Linked DNA regions of Mus musculus: region 1 is linked to region 2. Evidence: chromatin contacts called from public promoter capture Hi-C data. All regions are on one chromosome and are shown on one strand. Each heading gives the region's core, a stretch centred on a gene start, on an enhancer-like site or on the middle of the called end of the contact. The rest is flanking DNA. Distances are from core to core; before and after follow the strand shown. Region 1 holds the start of Raver2 (ribonucleoprotein, PTB-binding 2). Region 2 holds the start of Atg4c (autophagy related 4C, cysteine peptidase).

Region 1 (3,396 bases), core at 178-2,677, 1.9 Mb after region 2:
ATTTACCTGATGAGAAGAATCACACAGTGAGTGACTGTCGTCTCTATCTTCTTTCACCTAATGATCTGGAGGTTCACCTACCTTTTGGCAGCCTTCGCCTTCCTTTTATAGCTGAACAATATTCCACTGTGGGTACAGACTGTAATAGGCCTATTGGATCTTCTCTCTGTGTCTAGGGAATAGGGTTGTAAATACTGGGGCACCGCCCTCACTCATGTTAATGATGTAAGTATTCTAGAACAGTCTGAGGACTATTAACCGTAATTTTGGGGTAGAGTGATTACAGATGACTTATTTTTATAATATTTAGAACATTGAGCCTAATCACACCAGCTTCCATTTCTTCATGTGTAATGGGAAGAAAATAAGCTTTGCCTAATTGGATTTTTTTTAAAGGGAAGCACTGTAACATACTTAGAAATATGTGGGTGGCACCTGCTCAGTACTGAATTTATGATTTTATTCATTTGATGTGTGTGTGTGTTTCTCTGGAAGCCAGAAAAGTGCATTGGATCCGCTGGAGGCAGAGTTACAGGTAGTTGTGAGCCATCTGACTTGGGTACTCGAATTAGTACTGTGGTCCTCTGCAAGAGCAGCAAGTGCCCTAAAGCGATACGCCATCTCTCCAGCCCTTTCATGATATTTAAAGCATTTTCCTTTAACAGATCACTTGCTGGGTTAAACAGGCTTTTTTTTTTTTTTTTTTTTTTTTGTGCATTTTCATGGGGCACACTTAAGTAAGGTGTGTGTTCCTATTTGCTAATAGTCATTACAGCTGGTGAGAGTTGAAGGGTATTTATTATATTTTGTAGATCTCACTTTAACTAGGTATATCTTTCCACAGTATGTCTCCTTCCAAGTTTCAATTCAAATAATCAAGGAACTTATTCCCCTGCCTTCTGCCGAAGCTGTCCTAGTCTTTGTTTCAGCTTTGATTTGTGTTGCAAATACAACTAGCCAGGTTGTCATCTTAGGCCGCAAAGGGACCGATGAAAGATAATGATTTCTTATACACAACCAGGAAAATTTGTTATGCTCAGGTCTTACTAAATAATACCAAACCTTCCCCCAGAATATTTTTAGATAAATCTCATATGTTATTTTTCATCGAAAACTTAACTTTGCCAAATGCGCACTTCTTGATGTGTCAGAATTGAGGCCAGGAGTTCTCTGGCCTGCGCAGTGGCGCCTGAGGCCCTCGGATTTGAGAGGCGAGGCCGAGCGCGGCGAGCTAGGGGTAGTGTTGGTAGGGGTTCGAGTCCCACCATGTTACCGCGTCCTAGATTCCGCAGGTGTCCTGCAGGGGGAGGGGGCGGAGCGTCGGGGGCGTGGCTGGATAGGGCGTGTCTCCGGGCTCCGCCCCTCCCGCGTCGGCGGCTGCGGCGCCTCCCCCGCCCGCGCGCCCTTGCTCCGCGTCCGGCCCGCCTCGCCCCCGCGCGGCCTCTCCGCTTTCTCTCCCGCTTCGCTCCGGCCTCTCCGAGTCTGCAGCGGGGCGCCGGGAAGATGGCGGCGCGGGGAGGCGGCGCGGGGGGCGCGGGCTCGGGATCCGGACCCTCTGCTGGGACGGCGGGGGAGGCCGCGGAGCCCGCGCTGCGCCCGGGGGAGGTGGCTGCGCTGCACCCCCAGGAGGTGGCTGCACGGCTGCAGCGGATGCGACGGGAGCTGAGCAACCGGCGGAAAATCCTAGTGAAAAACCTGCCCCAGGACAGCAGCTCCCAGGTATGGGCACCGGGCCGGGGTGACCGGGGCGGGTTTGGGGACACCGCAAAACCGGAGGAGACCGTAATGGTCCCGGCGCCTAGGAGAGAAGGAGGTATGCGCACCGAGCCCAGAGCCCTTTGCCTCGACGAAGCCTTTCTGCAGCCAGCGAGAGCAGCGTGTTGGGAAACTGAGGCTGGGCAAGGCGGAGCGGCTCGTGCAAGGTCAGGGGGTTCTGGGGCGGATGCTGCCACGTCTGGTCTGTACTTTGTGTTCCCTCCAGCCCAAGGCGGTGTTGAAGGTGAAGGCGCGTGGTGGGGAGCTGAGGAGCTCAGATTTAGGGGGCTGGCTTCCGGAGCCCCTCGAGAAGGGAAGGGGTCCCGCGTAGGGTGTTGGGGACTTGGATTGCCACGGGGGCGGGGTCACGGGAAAGCTGGGCGAGTTCTTCTGCAGAAGCACTTGACCAAGTTTGTATGAAACAACTTTGCTCCGCTTGTTAAGGCCGCAGAGAGCAGAGGCTGATACTGCGCCGGCAGTCTTGCAGCCTTCTGCCAAACCAAGTATGGCAGGATTTGTTTCTGTGCTTGCGCGGAGTTTAAAGCTAAGCAGCTCGCAGTCTTTAATCCAGATTAACTGTTGCTTCTTGGATTAGAAAGCCCGAGTCGACTTAACTTCTTTTTTTTTTTTTCCCTGATTGCGAAAGTTAAAATCTTATTGTAGGAGCGCTAGAGAATTTGAAGGATTTTCTCGGGATTCATATTCATTCATTCTCATTCATAGCCCTCCCCATTTTTTTCTCTCTGTTTTTCCCTCTTTTCCTCTCCTTTCTTTCTTTGAGACAGCGTGCCAAGTATCCCCAGGCAGGCCTTGAATTTCTGATCCTCCTTTCTCCACCTACCATGTGCTAGGATTTCAGGTGTGTACCACAGGCTCGGCGCAACAGTCCTGCATGCATGAGAGAGTGTGTGTTTATTACTCCCAAGACTTCATGAATGCATGCAACACTCTACCAACTGAACTATAACCATGTTGTCTTTCTTCCTTTTCTTGTGCACAAGTATGCACATGCATTTGTTTTTGTTTTTTATCAAAAACATGAAACAATGTAGCATTCTTTAGGTTTCCTACAGTTTTCCTGAAGATGCTTGTACGTTGCATGTATAGGTATTTGGTGTAAACTAGATCTGCCTTGATAGGTCGGACCACGGAAGGAATTTCATAAACCCACCCTATTCTGTTATGAAATTCCTCATACAGAGTTCATACAGAGTTGCAAGAGGACTGGTTAGTGACAGTTGCATGTTCTCTGTGACTTATAGAATATGATAATGCCTACCTCATTACCATTGGTAGACTTTCTGTAGATATAATAAACATAAGCCTACAACCTCATAAGGTATTTAGGTGGTGGCATCTCACCATTCAACTTAAGAGGTGCCACAGAGCCTACTTCCCTCTGTCAGGTGGTGGTTTTGGGTTGCCACCTGAAGGTCCTCTACACTGGAAAAACAGCCTTCCTGCTCCTGAATGGGGAAGGTCTCCGTGGAGCTCAGGGAGAGGGGGGCTTGGGAGAAGCAGATGGCATCTACAGAACAAATTAAAGAACTATGGACTCTGTGATAGACAAGCTAGCAGAAGATGGAGAAGTGTCTGGATTTCCTCTGCAGAATGTCAGCTATTTCTGTTGTAACATTCCCC
Region 2 (3,399 bases), core at 868-3,367:
TTTCCCCTTGACATTTCTCCTAATTATCTCCTAATTATCAACTCTACCCCTGCTCCAGGAACAGCTAATAAGTGCTTTGTCCCTAATCTGTTGAAATGAGCAGTCTGTCCAGTTTTGACTCTTATGTATATGGCAAGTGGCTGAAGTAGACAAAGACACATTTACAGGCAAGACTACTGCTGGGAGCTGCAGCTCTAAGAATCTCTAAAAAGCAGTCTGTTACATAAATTATGTACTTTTAAACCCCTCTTCCTTTACACAATTGAACATTAAAACTGCTTTAGAACCATGTCTACCAGAAATGAAGCATATTTCAAAAGCTTCCTTAATATCACTGTAACTTAGTGTTTATTTACCACAAACACCAGTGAATCCCATTCCCCCTAACTATAGTTCATCAGCATTCCCACCCAGTCACTACTGGAAATGTTCTCTCCCACTGCAATTCCAGTTTGGTGCATGAGTATGAAAAGCAGCAGACTCTTTTCCATGATCATAGATTTTAAATATTTACTTGCTTGTACTGCATAATTTAGCACACTGGAGTCGGAAAGGGGTTTATATGGTAGTGGATTCCTTGCCAGTGTTAGAGAATAGAAAGTCCCTCTGTGACTCCCTTGTGAGACTGTAAAAATGTAAGGCATTACCGTTTCCTTTTCTAACCAATTAAAAAGTTTGTTTTACCATAAATCTGCAGAAAGCCTCTGCTTGTGGTATACATATAATATACCATACTTTTCTATAGTTAGCATATAAATCCAAGCCTCGGTTCTCATGGTTTGTTAATATAGTATGACAAAAAATTAAAATACAGCCATTCTGGTAGCACATGTGTGATGGTAAATCTCGGTGGTCAGTTTGACTACATCTAGAATTAATTCAGACCAAAGCTGCTGGGTACTGTAGTGAGGAGTTTTCTTAATCAGATTATTTGAAGAAGAAAGACCCACTCTAAATTTAGACCACATTTTTTTGGTAGCAGTCCAAATAAAAAAAAGGAAGGAAACTGTTCTACATCCATTTGCCCCACCTTTGCTGGCAAGTTTATTTGTCCAGTTGCTGCCAGTACTAAATCCAATTTCTTTGGAATTGAAATGAAGACAGTGCTCCAGGAATCTTCCAGGATCCAAGTGCCAGAATGGGATTTCTGAGACCTGTAGCCTCATGGACCAATTACCAGAGTCTTGGCCTTTTCAGTGTGAGACAGCCATTGTTGAACTACCTGGACCACATCCTGTAAGCAAGTCTAATATACACTCCTCTTATCAGTTCTGCTTCTTAGAGAACCCTCATACAAGTCCTTATAGAAGTTATGAGAAGGACAGCTTGTGAGATCTGTGCTATCTCCTCTCCAAGTCATCAGAAAGTGTTCTGCATTTCAAAATATGAAACAAACTATCCAAGCAGACAAAGGAGCAGATACCTTGTTATCTATGCTAATAAATGACCCTCTTGTTGTCTTGTTATACCCCTGTCCGGCCCATGTGACTGGTGAATAAATTGCTCTAGTAATTAATTCTAGGCAACTGTTTTCATGAGACTAACATGAAATAACTTTCCCAGCGTCCTAGCACAGATCTCTTATTCCAACACTAGGGGATTGAGAGAAGATAATGAGTTCTGGGTCAGTCTGGCTGTATTGCAAGTCCCTATCTTCAAATAAAACGCCACTCAATTCTAATCGTGAAACAGTTAAAATTCAAAGAACATATTTTGTATTCCAGAAGGCGTTCATTCTCTCGATGTTTAACTGTTTAACTGTCTGGTAGCAGAGATTGTTGATTTTTTTCCCCCTTGTAGTTTCTGCTCTTATTTCTTATGTATTGCTCCAACAGTCTGCGTTACTGAAAACAATATATTAGTAGAATTACATGTTGACATCATTTAGTATATCTCTCCCGATTTTTTTTTTAAAGGCAGGTCCTGTACTGTAATTCTTAACATGAATCTGAATGTGAAAACTGAATGCTCCACCAGGATGTAATCAATACCCCATACCACAGCTTGCCTTGGAGTAGACAGACTGTTAGTCTTTTAATCCAAGTGGGCTTGGTTTTAAGGACCCAGAGCTCTGTGCATGCTGGATCTTGTAGTCCCGAAACCGCAGACGCTCACCGTGCGTGGCGGGTAGTAGCTGAAGTCCAGTAGTTACAGTTACGAGGGACAGCTGTAAATCTAACTTGGGCCTGCCCCTCACAAATGAACTGCTCTAGGCTCTGAGCTTGCAGCCCGGGAGCTTAGGGTCTCCGACAGGGCTTCCTGCAGGACCGCGGCCTGCGGAGGCTTCGGTGTGCTGTGCTACGGTGGCCGCGCGGGGCCGCGGGCCGCACGTCCTGCGGTGCGTACGCGCTGTTCGGAGCGGCTGCTGGAGCCGACGCGCGTCTGGTGTGGGGACTCCTGCGCGGCTGTACAGTTATCCAGTCCCGTGTCGCCGAGGGGTCGGCTCGAGGCTGGCGGAGTGGAGAAGGTTGGAGCTTGGTGTTTGTAGTCTACGAATGGCCGGTTCTGGGGGCGGCCCTGCCCTTGGTGCAGACCCGTGGCCAACCGTCTGGGTTCCTGGAGGGTTTTGGAGCCTCTCTCGATTCTGCTTCCTCCTGAGGGTTATCTTCTGACGACTCCTCCTCGCCCTTTGAACTGTAAGCCTTCCAGTGGCCGGCTGTTCTACCCTTCTTGACCAGGAAAGGTTTTCTCCCTAGCCGCCGTATCCCATTGACTCTTCCTTGTTTCTCTTCATTTAAAACAAAAAGAGTGTATGTGTGGGAAATGTTAGATCTCAATCTGTCCGTCTGTAGCCCCGTTGCCCCTTTCGTTGTTTGAAACCGCAATCTGTAGCATTATATACCCTGGCTGTGCTAATAACGCTGACTTCATAGACCGGCTTTTGCTCATTCTCACATGCCCACCCACATCTGAGGGTTATTGAAGTTGGAAACTCAGACTACAATCTTCCGTGCGATGACCCGACATCACTGGGTCAGCTCAGCATAACTCTGCTTGAGTTTATTTTCTTAGGGTTTTTGTCGTATATTTTTGTTATCTTTATTGATTACTTTTCCACACGAGGTTCATTGCGACCTCGGGGCTAAGACTGTATTATTTTATAGCTTTTTAATCTTTGAATTACTTAGGTGAAGATTTCCTTCTGTTTGTTTACCTTTTCTGACCTTACATTCCCTTGGGAGTTTGGAATTGATTTTGTGTCAGTTGATAGCAGATAGACACAAAGGAGTGATCTTTCCTGCCTGCTGCTTGTGGCTTTTAATTAGATTATGAGTCTTTGGAAGTGCCCAGAGGGATTGGAAAGGTTTTGAAATGTATTTTCGGAGTTTCAAATGATAAAGCTTTTATTTTTCCAACTAGGGAAGAGTTCTAATTAGTCTAGTGTCTGAAGCTAATTAA

The links. Promoter capture Hi-C pulls out the DNA fragments that hold promoters and counts their contacts.
Region 1: a contact with region 2 is called in a promoter capture Hi-C map of hippocampal neurons, with 3 times the contacts expected there. The contact joins the promoter of Raver2 here to the promoter of Atg4c in region 2. A contact is called at or near these places in 2 of 39 promoter capture datasets (cranial neural crest and hippocampal neurons).

The regions. Positions count from the first base shown.
Region 1 is chr4:101,067,611-101,071,006 of GRCm38.p6, forward strand. Raver2 (ribonucleoprotein, PTB-binding 2) reads left to right here and starts at 1,428. Exons shown (of 12, transcript NM_183024.1): 1 at 1,428-1,719. The coding sequence starts at 1,504. It overlaps Gm35956 (a long non-coding RNA gene), which reads left to right and starts at 1,727. Exons shown (of 2, transcript XR_867959.2): 1 at 1,727-3,396.
Region 2 is chr4:99,191,817-99,195,215 of GRCm38.p6, forward strand. Atg4c (autophagy related 4C, cysteine peptidase) reads left to right here and starts at 2,118. Exons shown (of 11, transcript NM_175029.3): 1 at 2,118-2,636.